2 separate regions of the Zea mays genome follow, and region 2 is linked to region 1. A link is a contact called in public Hi-C data. All regions are on one chromosome and are shown on one strand. The core of a region is the stretch at or near the end of the contact, and the rest is flanking DNA. Distances in the headings are between cores, read along the strand shown. Region 1 holds the start of LOC103650272. Region 2 has its middle 39 kb from the start of LOC103652044.

Region 1 (7,319 bases), core at 2,178-4,677:
CACCGTCCTACTCCAAAAAGCACCTCGAGGGGCAACCCCGGGTGCGCGGTCAGACCCGAAACACCGACACAAACCCTCTCCAAGTCTAGAATTCATCTCAACCATTTAGTGACTTGAGAGAGAGTGTGTTCGTGTTCTTTTGCGCTCTTGTTTCTTGGATTGCCTTTCTTCCTTTCTCATTCTTGTTCTCAAGTGACTTGTAATCAAAGCAAGAGACACCTAAGTGTGTGGTGGTCCTTGCGAAGTCTTAGTGACCTGATTGATTAAGGAGAAGGCTCACTCGGTCTAAGTGACCGTTTGAGAGAGGGAAAGGGTTGAAATAGACCCGGTCTTAATGACCTCCTCAACGGGGACTAGGTTCTTTGGAACCGAACCTCGGTAAAACAAATCATCGTGTTCACTCGCTTTGATTATTGTTTGATTTGTTTTCCCCTCTCTTCGGACTTGAATTTATTTCTAACGCTAACCCCGGCTTGTAGTGTGTGTTTAAAGTTATAAATTTCAGGTTTCGCCTATTCACCCCCTCTCTAGGCGACTTTCACGTTGCATCACGGGTGTTATTATTAACTTTGATCTCTTATATATTTGGGTTGGTATCTACTTATACTTAGTAATTGCTAATAAAATTTTGACCAACTCTAAAAGCAATGCTCAACTTTAATCATCTCCTTTGGTAAGCCTTGCACTTCACATGAGCTCCCACCTTTGGTGAGTTCATGCACATTATTCCCCGCAACTGGTTGAGCGATGAACGCATGTGAGCTCACCCTTGCTGTACTCACACCCCCCACCAGGTCAAGGACAGGTACCACAGGAGGAGGTGCGTGAAGGAAGTCGTGATGAGTTCGTGAGTGGTCTAGGCCATCGTCTCCCAGTCAACTTTGGTTGCTGGATTATTGTCTTCGTATGATGTAATTATTTAACTATTTTGTACAGAACTCTGTTATATATTAATGATGTGACATTCGTTTCTGTACCATGAGTCATCATATGTGTGATACTTGATCCTAGCACACATGTGAATCGCGCCCGGGTTTGGCCCCCTAAATCCGGATGTGACAATGCAAGGTGTGGGGTAAACAAAACTAGGGCAACCTATTAGGTCCCATCAAATTACCCTGAGCATGTCACAGTGATTATAGAAAATATTATTAGGTAAAGAAGAGTGGCAAGGGCACAACTTGCCATTAGCGAGCTCCTGCTCAGAATCTTCAACCTGCGGTGCTCCGTGTTCCTCGGTTACTTGCTCGTCTACTCGCAACATACAAACAAACATTATATAGGCAACATTAATCATTACACCAAACATGAGAAAAAAAATAATGTCTACACGTTGTAATGAAACCATAGGTTCGAGAACCACTAAATTCAGAGTTACAATTAAAAAGATATGTTTTTCGAAGCTTTAGGTGATTAAATAGTGGTAATATATATCCTATGCTAATTAATATAATTCATGTGAGCAGATACATATACAACATTTTTTGTTTGAGGAATCACATTTCTCAATTTCTTGTTTGGTTATAGAATGGAATGAGTTGATCTATCACCATTTCATTCCTAATAATACGAGGAATGAGTTTATTCTACTAAATTTGTGAAATGAACTCATGATGTAGCACCTCATCTAGAATGGGTTGATTCTTCAAACCAAATATCCCTATAGACTATTCATTTGAGACTAGCCAAACACACCTTAAGGCATGTTTGTTTGGAAGCAAGGGGAATGAAGGGATTGGAGAGGCTAATGTCCCTTGCTATTCAATTTTGCATAGTATGGAGATTTTATCCCCTCCAATCCCCTCTATTCCCCTTCTATCAGACAAGCCCTAAGCGGATTTTGTCAGATTCTACATCTTAACCCTATATAAATTCACCAATTTTAACTTTGCAAAACACACCCAACTAAATTACCCCACACCCATAGTCTTCCCTAAATCCAACAAATGATTTGTGCTTGGACATAACACACTCTCAAAAACAACGATTCAGATTGCTGGATAACTCTTCTCTCTTACTCTAATTCAATGATCAATGTTATTTAGATTATTTTTACTCCCTCACCCCTCACAGTAACCTCACTGCTCTCCCCTTTCCCTCACTCACGTCGTCGCTGGCCCCTCCTCCTCCCCTCCTAGAAAACGTAGCTAGCACATACGCCGCTGGTCCCTCCTCCCCTCCTAGAAAACGTAGCTAGCACATACGAGTATACTTAGTATCTATACTACTCTATTAAGAACCAAATATGGGCACCTGGTCTCACGCCCAGCGCCCGCGCAACGCTCTATCAGCTACTACGCCTACCAACCATCTAACCCCGCCCGCGCAGCCAGCTACTGCGTCTACCCAGCACCCGACCCCGCCCGCGCAGCTACCACACGAGCGAGCACTCGAATCCACGTCCCTTCTCTAGAAATTTAGGGCTAACCATCAAAATCACACATACATTAGTGTTTAGAAATAAACAATATTATATTTAAATATCTATTTATATGATATATAAAACCGTATTAAAACACCGCCACCAACTGGCTAGTATATTTATTAGATATTCAAAGCAATCTGATGGATCATTTATGATTTTTAATGTCTTTTCGTAACATCCAAATTGCACCGGATAAAGTGAAAATGGAGGTCCGAGTGTTCCACCCCACTCACCGTCAAATCATGGTAATGTCAAGAATACTATTGTGTTCCATGGTTTTTCTTTTATCCATGAGCGTTAAGGCGCGTGTAATAATGCATGCTAGTATATCCCTGCAAACAATACCCAATACCCAAGAATAAAGTGACATCAGCAAAATGCTTTCGATCTTATTCCAAGATGTGTTACCTTTTCATTACCTGAACCGGTCATAGCCTACCCAACCCAACCAATCCAAATGATGTCATGTATACTAACCCAACCAATCCAAATGATGTCATGTATGTATGACTTGTACACACATCCTCCAATAATGATCCAAGGAACGTGAATTATACAACAAGATTAAAAGTAGACAAAACACCCACAAGATTAACGGAATTAACTACAAAAATAGTAGGGGACATATCGTGTATAATCATGAATATTGATGTAACTGTATAATTATATCACAAGGATCAAGTTGATAAAACATTTAAAAAATAAAAAAAACGTGCAGAGGGAGTTGGGAACCTTGTTTTTAAAAGAATATCTTTTTTTTTTAAAAAAAAGATACACTTATCTCTATCTTTATATCTTGATATAGTTGTACGGTTGCACAAGATATAGATTGAAACCGATTCCAGATAAAACCTAAAAAAGTCAAAATAAATAAAGTATAATAAACGAAAAGCAAAAAGCGAGATTGACACGACAGCAGGGGCGAGGCCGGCCAGTGGGCCCACATCTGCGATATCTCCCAACCCCAGAAAATTACAAAAGAAACAAAATTAATTAATGAACTGGTAAAACCTTTTCCTCGCTATTTATTTCCTCTCTCCCTCACTCTCCCTCCTCGTCGCTCGTTCCGTTCCGCGCGTGCATTTTTCTCCTCGTATATTCCCGTCCCAATCTCCAACTGCTTCCTCAAATCCCGCCCCGCCCCGCCCCGACATAAATCCGGGCCCCTAATCCCGATCCCGCCGCCAAAATCCAATCCTGCGCCGTCCTCTCCTCTCAATTCGTGTGTCGCTGGGCCGGTTCGGGCGCGGGGATCGAGTCTCCCGTGGTGCTCTTGCAGCCGAGCTGGGATTCTCGGGGGCAATTGGGTTGGAGTTTGGATTTCCGCTCGGAGGTTGGTGGTGGTGTGGTCGCCGGGAGCCTTTGACTTTTTTTTTTGCCGGAGTACGGAGGAGCAGGGGGCCTGTTTGACCTCCGGTGCGGTGATGGTGGCGCGGATGATGCGGTGGCCTCGGCCGCCGCCGGCGCGGAATATCCGCGTCCGCCTGGTGGTGCGGCGGGCGGAGGGCCTGCCCCCGCCTCCTGCGCCCCTCTCGCCTGACGGGTCCCCCGGCCCCGAGGCCGAGGCGAAGGCGTTTGTGGAGGTGAGCTGGAAGGGCCCGAAGATGTCGCCGCTCTCCTCGCTGCGGCGCGCGCAGCGGCCTCCCAGGAACCAGACGCGGAAGGAGGCGCTGCCGGCCGTCGCCGCGGCCGCTCTCGAGGATGGCGCCGCCGCCGCCCCTGCTCTAGCGGTGTCGGCGGTGGCCTGGGACGAGGAGTTCGAGAGGGATGCGGCGCTCACGGCGACGTCGCACCGTGAGCCCGCTGCGTTCCACCCCTGGGACGTCACCTTCTCCGTTGTCAGCGTGAGCATCTCTTCCTTCTCCCGCCTTCGTCTCGCCTGAGCTGGATCAAATCTATTGTGCGTTTGTTCGTGTGTGCGACAAAACGAAACTTTTTTTTTTGCATGTGATCCCTCGATGGATTAAATGTTTGGATTGGCTGTTAACACTGGATTAATTCTGCCATCTGTATTATAGTAATTCCTTTTTGGATTTTTTAAGCATTTGATATCCATCATATTGATGGCGAAAGCTTTGACTTTTTGCTTGGAAAGGGTCATGCCTCATTGATTATTTGTTGGTACCATAGTAGAAAGTGATGAATTATTGAAATTCCAATATGTCTTATCTTTACTGGGGAAAATACTTAGAAGGCATCAAAATGATGCTTTAATAGAGGAAGGCATCTGGGTTGAATTATTCTTTGTACATAGATATATTCTGTGCTATAAAGCCTATCACTTTAGATCCTTAGCAAAATCGTTCATGTTATCCACATCCACATGTATATGTTGACAGTTGCCTTGGTGTTAACTCTGTTTTCTGCTTCATTGGTTGTTTCTTAGGATGAATAGCCTGGCCTCGTTTTATTTCTTTCCGTGTTGAGGTCAATTCATGTTATTTTTTTTATGATTTCCTGATAGGATTAGTTTAATTTGGGTAGCTTAATAAGAAAAAGGTGAAAGACTTTTTCTAGGTAAATTATGTTGGTTTCACAACCTTTCTTATTGGATAAGAAACAGTCTAGCTGTCAAACGCTTAAATTGACAAGTAATTCACCTGCCTTGACTAGGTCATGTTCCGTGTTATCATTTTGTAAATAGAGATGGTAGATCAGGAAGTGCGCATAGTTTAACCTCTTGTTGCGCTGGAAACTCAGGAGGAATTGGCTGTTATGAATTGTTTCGGGTTGTTGTCCTTGTCTTGCATTGTTGCCGTGGGCCCCAGACAAGCACAAAAACGCTAACTTGTTTATGGTTACAAGGATACTGTTTTATGTTTTGACTTGTTTGCACTTGGTAGAACTGCCATTTTGATGTACCATTTCCTTGGGCAAGTTGAATCAGCCATTTGCTTTGAGTGCATCGTATGAATCAATCACACAAAAGAGTCAGAGAAGCTAAAACTGAGGTCATCAATGCCCTCTAGTGGTCTCTTATACGCGGTGACATATATATATATATATATATATATATATATATATATATATATATATATATTAGGAAGTCGACTGGTTTCACTGTCCTTAAACATGCAGAATTAGTAAAGGATGCAATCTTTTCTTTGTTGTTAAGCCGGGAATAACTTCTGCAGTTTATTTCAGCCTCCTTGACATTTTTTCTGTTGCTCCAGGAATCAAATAAAATATCAAAGAGCAAACTTGTTTTGGGGACCGCTTCACTGAACCTAGCAGATTATGCATCTGCTGCTGAAGAGGAAATCGAGATAATCCTACCATTGTCTGTGCCTAGTAGTGCAACAGACCTGGTCCCATCACTCCATGTATGCCTCTTGTCAAATATATGGCTTCATGTATTGGGCTACCAAGATTTATTTTGGTTTCTGATTCTTGTCAGATAGTTGAACATTCCGTGTGACATTTAGCGTTATCTTTCTTTCCAGCTTACTTTAAGCCTGGCGGAAGTAAGAACATCTCAACAATCACCTGGCGCTTCACAACGTTCTGTTATTGCCCCATTGTCACCTTCCTCTGGTGACTCTCTTGCTTCTGGAAAAGATGAGGTTTCTGTCATTAAGGTGGGTCTGAGAAATCTGAAAATGCTAAGAGATCTAGTGTCTACACGGAGGTTCAAAAAGACTAACCAAGACTTTGACGGCAGTGAGAAGTATTATGTCCACAGCGATGGTGCAGAATTTTCTTGTGATACTGACTCTCTTGACGATGATCTGGATGATAGAGAGCATGACGATGAGTTTGGGGGTTCAGCCGTTAGGAAGTCCTTCAGCTACGGCTCACTGCAGACTATGAATGTTGGTGCCCTACTTTATGCGCCTAGGATTGATGGAGACGATGAGGGTTGGGTACATTACAGTCACCGCAACTCTGATGTTGGTTATCATGTTGAGCAAGTGCCACCCCCCACAGCTGAGGAGCATGCTTCCATCCCTTTGCGGCGGAAGAGGAGCATACTTCCAGCTCGGTGGAGAAAGGTAAAATTACCAAAGGCTAAAGGGGAGCCTCTGTTGAAGCCGTATGGAGAGGAGGGTGGTGATGATATTGACTACGATCGGCGGCTGTTGACCCCTTCTGATGGATCTGTTTCAGAGGTACATATTTTATTGACATCTCAAGTTTTTTGGTTTTTTGTTCCTTCTTTTTATACTAGCATTATGTCGGGGGTCAATTGACAGAATATCATCTTGACCATTTGCAGGGATCAAATGGTTCTAACAGTATGGTGTCGGTATTTGGTGATGACGATTTTGTTGTGGGGAACTGGGAGTCGAAGGAAGTATTTAGCCGAGATGGCCACTTGAAGCTTTCTACACAGGTGTTCTTTGCATCGATAGACCAGAGAAGCGAACGGGCTGCAGGGGAGAGTGCATGCACAGCACTTGTGGCTGTTGTTGCAGACTGGTTCCAAACAAACCAGGACCTGATGCCAATCAGGTCACAGTTTGACAACCTGATCCGAGAAGGATCTCTGGAATGGAGGAGACTCTGTGAGAACGAGACCTACAGAGAGCGCTTTCCTGATAAGCACTTTGATCTTGAAACTGTCCTTCATGCAAAGATCCGTCCACTCACAGTTGCTCACAGTAAGTCATTCATTGGGTTTTTCCATCCTCAAGGCACTGAGGATGTAACTGGATTCGACTTCCTCGACGGTGCAATGTCATTCGATAACATCTGGGACGAGATAAGCCGAGCAGCGGAGTGCTCCTCCGGAAAGCCTGCCCTCTACATTGTCAGTTGGAACGACCACTTCTTTGTCCTCAAGGTTGACGCCAATGCTATTTACATCATTGACACGCTCGGTGAGAGGCTGTCTGAAGGCTGCAACCAGGCATACATCTTGAAGTTTGATGACACCACCACCATCCACAAAACA
Region 2 (7,319 bases), core at 3,439-5,938, 130 kb before region 1:
AAAGAATAGCAATTCCATCACCAAACACTAAACCACACACCCAATCCACCCTACGCTAAATTTATCAGACAAAAGGGGATTAAGTTCATTGTATTTCCGGCCTCTATATAAGAGTTTTGTAATAACACAGGTAAAGCATGGAGAACAGTTCTCCATTTTTAACCAAATGAAATTTTTTAGGACCTACGAATCATACTACAAGAGATCGAGCATAATGCTACTTGCGAACAATGAATATGTTCTACAGGGGATCGAGCAGACCACTACTTTGTGAATAGTGTATGCCCCTCAACGCAACACTTCATTCTAGCCCGACAGCCAAGCTCTCGCCAAAGCACCATAGTAACAAGCAACAGTCATCATGAGAAGAGAACTGATAAAAGAGAGAGAGAGAGAGATAGAGCAGCAGGCAGGGAAACCATACCTTTTGGGCTTGTTCGGTCCACGAGCTCCTGTAGCTTCTCGCTATAGCGATGGTACAAAGTGTCCAGTCGGCATGGCATGAATAGCTCAGTGCACATGATCTTGCGTAGCGCACGCTAGTGCGGCGCATTGGCCAGCCAAATCGTGGAGTTCCGGGCATGGGCGTCGAGGGCGTCCGGCACAGACCTGCTGCTGCAAATGGTGTCTTGTCTCTACATTATTACATCATATTACAGTTTAACAGTTGAAACTAAAGTGTCCGCGCCAGGAACAAAAAAAAGTGAAACAAACTGCTGGTCAACTAGATTGTCTATTCATCAGACTCCAACAAAAGAAATATGTGCACATCACGCAAGACATTCAGTCTCATCAGTGTCTATCTGTCTGTATGTTCTGTCTGTCTCCCCTGATTGTGTCCCACAACAATAGAATCCCTAGCAAGCGATGAGCAACACCATGCAATGATCAGATGTGATGCCCAAGCAGCGAAGCTCAAGACATCGAAGCCACTTGCACACCAAAAGTGATGGCACTCACTCTGTCATCAAAGAAAGAGACCGCTGAAAGCGATGCTAGTATGTGGACAAATATGCTCCATGTCTCCTATATTCCTCCAAGAATCAAAACCTAACCATCATTACCACGTGAGCAAAAATTGCTACCAACACAAAATTTAGATTGCACCCACATTACTAATGTAAGGAAAAATCAAGTGTTATTGCTTACCAACACAAAATGGACACCTGTAGATAGCAACTTTTGCATTTTTAGCTGCTATAGCGTGGGATCTGTTATAGGATGAGCTCATGTTTTCAATCAGATATGTAAGCGGGTGCTCGGTTTCGCACAGAAGGAAAGAAAGAGGAGGGGTACACGTACCTAGCATATCGAGGTGGCCGCTAGCCCTAAACCCCTGCCGATCCATGGAGGCCGCCGCGCCCGACGGGGCCGGCAAGGCATCCCCGGCCCCCGAGGAGCTCGACTAGCCGCCCAAGCTCCGCCTCCTCGCGCCGCCGCCAGCTGTGGGGACGGACGATCCGCAATTCCTCAGCTCGATCATCGGGGACGCGGCCGCCCCTCCCTCGCCCCCGCCGATGCCGCCGCTCATGTAGAAGCGGAAGGGGGGATGTCGCCCAAGAGGAAAGACGGTGCGGGCGCGGTGGTACCGGCCCGGCCCGCAAGGCGGAGGGAGGACGAGGAGGAGGTCGTCTGCTTCATCTGTTTTGACGGGGGCAACCTCGTCGTCTACGATCAGAGGTGGGTGCCCCGTGCCGCGCTCTCTCCTCCCTATCTGTTGACTGCTGCACCACGTCGAGGAGGGTGGGTGGGTTCTCCGAGGCTCTCTGCCCGCTCCCCCGCACGCGTTGCCTCCGCAATTGCGCACTGGATTTTCTCTCTCTTTTTGTCGCGGGATTGACGGATTCGAGATTGACCCCACCTACTCGGTTGGGGGCGGGGATCACGGACAGGGAGGACGGGGGCGGGAGGCGGGGGAGGAGGATGACAGTCAGGTTTGCCGGCGAGAATCACGGTCAGTGGCGGAGCAAGGGAAGGGGGTCATGGAGGCAGGAGCGTGCGCAGAGGAGGGCAGAGCGTGCACTGTGTGGAATTGTGGATGCCCACATTGGGCTCTTATAGAGTAGTAAAGATATCAATGTTTAGACGACACTTTAAATAGTTACCTTGAAAAATGTTGGGACATAATCCGTTCTTTTGACGAATTTGATATCCGACATATATCCAGAGCTGAGAATTGCAGAGCTAATAGACTGGCACAAGATGCATCAGGTCATCAGATAAAGCGAGGGAGATTTCATAACTCTGAAATTCTGATAACCGATGTTACACCAAGTTCCTAGGTCGCGAACCGTTCAGGCTATATAGCTTGACCATCCTTGGTGAGTTTGGACCATCCGGGCAAGGAGTCCGGACCGTCCGACGATACTAGAGATGTTTCCCTAATTAATTCGGTTGGCAATATAGCCGATGCAAGCGATTGGTGGACGCCTATAATTAATTACCTACGTAATCCCAGTGTTAGGGCAGACAGGAATGTTTGGCATACAACTTTCAAGTATATTTTAATTGATAATGAACTTTATCATCGAACTCTTGGTGATGTCTTGCTTAAGTGTTGGGCCCTGATAATGCTACATTAGCTATGGCCGAAGTACATGAAGGGATTTGTGGTACTCATCAATCGGCTCCAAAGATGAAGTGATTATTGAGGAGATCTGGCCTCTATTGGCTTGACATGATAGCTTAATATTCTTAAGTTCTACAAAGGGTGTCAAGTATGTCAGAAGTTTGGCAATCTGCAATTAGTTCCTGTAGCCGAACTACACCCCATTATCAAACCATGGCCCTTTAGAGGATGGGGTTTGGACTTTGCAGGGAAAATTCACCCTTCATCATCAAAAGGACATCTGTTTGTGTTGGTTGCCACATATTATTTCACCAAATGAACTGAAGTCGTTGCTCTGAAAAACATGACACACAGGGAAGTCATTAAGTTTAAAACGGAGCATATTATTCATAGATTCAGCATTCCCCAAACTTTAACCACAGATCAGGGGACTTCTTTTATGTGAAGAGAGGTACGTGAGTTTGCCAAATCATACAAGATCAAATTGCTCAATTCATCCCCATATTATGCTCAGGCCAATGGACATGTCGAGTCTAACAATAGGACATTGATTGGCCTTATTAAGAAAAAGATATCTGATCATCCTAGGAATTGGCATAAGGTTTTGTTTGAGGCTCTATGGGCTCATAGGATATATAAGAACCGTGCTACTAAAGTTTCCCCTTTTGAGCTTGTTTATGGACATGAAGTTATTTCGATCGTCGAGATCAGCTTAAATGCTATCAGGTTCGCCAGGCAGAATGATCTTTCTATCGGTGACTACTTTGATCTTATATTTGATGATAATATTGATGAGGTGACTGACAAGAGATTGATGGCTCTAAGCGAGATTTAGAAGGACAAAATCATAGTTGCCAAAGCCTACAAGAAGAAGGTTAAGGCTAGATCGTTCCAGGTTGGAGACCTAGTATGGAAGACCATCTTGTTGCTAAGAAGCAAAGATCGGAAGTTCGGTAAATGGTCCCCAAGCTAGGAAGGACCTTACAAAATCACACAGGTAATATCTGGCAATGCCTATATGTTACAGACTCTAAAAGGTGAGGACCTAACCAAAGCACTAAACAACCGTGTCTTGAAGCAATATAATCCGAGTGTATGACAAGATGCTTACAAAAACGATGATGTCACATTGAGTTGATTCCAGCCTGCACCATTGATTTTGATTCGCTCAGCTTTCCCAAAAGGCAGGGGCATGTGTTGAGCACCACTTGTGGCAATGGGCATGATCGGACTGTCCAGCTCTAAGGTCGGATAGTCAGGGTCGCGGACGGTCTGCTCGTGGGCGCGGACGGTCCATGATTAGACCAGAACAGGCGTGATTAACCCCCTTTTCCGCGCGAGTTTATCCATCTAAATCTGCGGGTTTTGTTGGGAAATGTCTAGGAACGGGTCCAGACCTTCCCCTATACATGTATGACTGATTGTAAACATTATCAATTGAACCAATCAATCTATTTAATGTTCTTCTACTTTTTGTGCCCTATGAGTAGCAGTAACTTAGCCTTCTCATCCACGATCTCACCTCTCTTCGGCTCTATGTCGTCTGAAGGTGACTTGGCTAGCCTGCCGATCCCAAGACAAACCATATGATCTCGCCTTTCTAACGGAGTCCCTCCCGGGGGGTCAGATTCAGGTGCTATTGGCGAACGCCGCCGCCTCAGTGTATACGCGGACCGTCCGGCCACCAGGAGCAGACCGTTCGGCTTCGGCGCAGAGAAAAACCCGCTCCCGTCCCGCAGGCCGCGGACTATCCGGCCCTAGGTCGTGGACCGTCTGCGCTGCCGTAGAGAGCACCACCACCGATACACTTCGTAGTGATTGACGTCTAAATCGAATAAATCGACGCCAACACAAAGTTACTCATCTCTTGGTACCAAGAAAAAATAGAGGCTAAAAACTAAAGATCCATTCTCTATTAGTGGCGGTTAGCTTCTTTGACTTGTGCACGAGATGAGATGACGAACCCATGCATCAACGTTAAGCTTGCGGTTGCAATTGCAAGTGTGGGTGGGTGGGTGGGCGTGGCTGTCGATCATGCATCCGGCCAGCACAGCCCAGCCCAACGCGAGCGAGCGAGAGCGAGCAGTAGTGGTCGTCGCCGTCATCATGGATCAGGCGAATCGATAATAATGTGGGATAGCTATAGCTGCAGGGACGTCTTGTCTGTTGTCGTCCCTGCACTTTGCGTCTTGTCTCCTCCTCCAATTCAACTCCTACTCCCGATCCATCGCATGCTCGTGCATGCATGCATGAGCCACCTTCTCTTTTTAATTTGTGGTGTCTGTGTGTGTGCCTGCTCCCACTGCAGCCCCCGGCCGGACAAAGAAATCGACGACCCAGCATTATTTGCGCGACACATGTTGGCCGGCCATACAAAATACGCGCGGTCGGTGACGAGAGATATATAGTATATGAGCAAGTACATGCATGGGCAGACCAGCACAAATCGAGTGTGCGAGCCACCCATACATATGTGGGTCTCTGTCTGTCGATGAACTGACGAATGGGGTGGGCATGCAAGAGCTAGCGAGCTCGCTCTCAGAATGGCCATATGGAATATTGAGGGGTGCACCATCATTGCTGACACTGTCCTCCAGCTTCTGATGGAAACTCATGTAATCCCTCCGCTCCTAAAGACTTACAAATATCATCAGCCCCTCGATGAATTATAGTCAACTTCAAATTTAACAAAACATAAATTAATATTGTACTAGCATTCATGATATATAGTAAGTAGCATCAGATCAATTAATGTATATATTTATAATAATTTTAAGTGTAATTATTTTTCTACTTCTAGGAAGTAACTAGACGTGTGTCTTCTATATATCTTTAGATTTATATGGCCCAATGAAGTGTACGTAGACGGAGTATACGATCATACTCGAGTGTAGTATGTATACCAAATATATCAGTGTATACATAGAGTATATTGTTATACTTATTTTACATGATAATTGTTGGGGATGCCTTCTTCTACCGAAGGTTCTCAAAACGCTAATTCGATAATTGTTTTGTACCTTGTTCTATATGATGTAGGGCTAATGCCGAAGGTAAGCTTCGGCCAAAATTACCGACATACATGAACCATAAGGAAGAAGCTTCCGTAAGTCACTATGTGCGCATACTTGATGAAGATACTTGATAAAGCTGAATAAAACCACAAGAAGCTTTTGAAGCTTAGTCAACATGATGTGAGAAGGAAAGGACAACTTTGCCCTCGGTGTGTATGATAGTTTAAATGTATATATTATATGGTATGATTGTAAATTCGCTAAAGATGTACTCCACGCCTATAAATAGGTGAATAGTGCCATGCATTAGGGGAGGAGAATTTTCTCTTTCTCGATCAGAACCAGACGCATTGCTCTTCATACGAAGTTGTGCCTAGCTTACGTGGATGCACCAGACGTGTTCGATGGGTGCATTGGACAAATGACTATATTTGGTTCAGGGACTATATATACCCCCTCCTTAGTCGATCATTTGAGATGTGTGAGAAATGAAAATATATCAAGAGAGTTAAGGCTCTTCTCTATTAGATTTAGACACCAAAGTGCTTAAAAATCACTCGGTGGCTAGAGTAGGTGCCTTGGTAAGTGCTTAGATTAGTTATACCATAGCTTATACATCTGCTCTAGGTTTAGGCCTGTTATTTAGTAAGGTTCACATACCACATACCATTTGATGCTTGAACACATCATTTGTTATATTCAGATAGATTTGTAGTCTTGCGAGATTGCACCAACCATATTTGTAGTGTGATCACCATCATGTACCAAAAGGGACAAGGTTCATATCGATTTGGCTAGAAGCTTGATGGTGAAGATGGCGGGGAGCAGTATGAGAGAAACCATCTTAGAGGCCCACTTACGTGTGAGGAAGCCTCAAGGGCTATCCATAGAGTTACTGTAACACGCCATCCACTCCCGGACCGGCGGTACTTACTCCTGGCAGTCCTCTAGGATCATATATTGTCCCCATAGACCAACACGGATCTTTTGTGCGCACTTTATTCTCACTTATGCACACCCGAGAAAACTTCCCGGTCGGTCACCCATCCCAAATTGCTCCAAGCCAAGCACACTTAACTTGAAGGTTCTTTCGAGATAGGCTTCCAAAAAATAAGATGCACCTTGTTGATATGAGTACTCTATTAATTCTATTAAGCCTTGGGCTAGGATATCACCATCCCATGGGCTAGGATATCACAGTTACTCGGTCAAGAGTTTGGCTCTTGCAATGGCGTCTTTATGAGAGGCTGCAACAAAAACTAGAGGAAAGTGAAAGTTCAATCAAGGCCTCATGAGGGTTTTGGTGTTGATGCCCACCGAATTAGAGAACTAATAAGAGTTATTGAGATGATAAGCAGGGAATTGAAAAGGAAGGATGTTATACAGTTTAAAATACCCCCCCAATCATTAAAGATGGCTTTACCGACTCAATGAGTTTAGATTCTTTTATGTTTTATACCTTAAGTTCAGAAAAGGCATACTATGAAGGGAAACTCAAGGACAATTGGTCAAATATTTACCAGATGCTTAAAATCCACAATTGACATCCTCATACCTAGCCAAATCAACCACCAAAAATCCATCTACTATCTCTTGATTTGGCCAGAGCAACAGTGTCGCCCATAACATAGTCGTTGTCATCCGGAGTATAAATACCCATTTGTTCGACCATAACAGCTAGTTTTTTCTTCTTCCTCACATCAGACTATTATAGAACAGAAAACTGCTCAGCCCTC

The links. A called contact is a pair of places that touch in the nucleus more often than the background predicts.
Region 2: a contact with region 1 is called in a Hi-C map of leaf, with 5 times the contacts expected there. The contact joins the enhancer-like site here to the promoter of LOC103650272 in region 1. A contact is called at or near these places in 5 of 25 Hi-C or Micro-C datasets (ear, leaf, seedling and 1 more).

What each region holds. Positions count from the first base shown.
Region 1 is chr3:111,597,536-111,604,854 of Zm-B73-REFERENCE-NAM-5.0, forward strand. It overlaps LOC103650272, which reads left to right and starts at 3,428. Exons shown (of 4, transcript XM_008675882.3): 1 at 3,428-4,269; 2 at 5,599-5,748; 3 at 5,869-6,534; 4 at 6,642-7,319. The coding sequence starts at 3,850.
Region 2 is chr3:111,467,488-111,474,806 of Zm-B73-REFERENCE-NAM-5.0, forward strand. It overlaps the pseudogene LOC109945070. Among protein-coding and RNA genes, the nearest start is that of LOC103652044, 39 kb to the left of the region's middle. Within about 2 kb of position 4,689, at least 13 of the 20 cell types and tissues checked have an H3K27ac peak or open chromatin away from gene starts, as enhancers often do. A contact at or near this core is called in ear, leaf, seedling and 1 more, where this site is marked.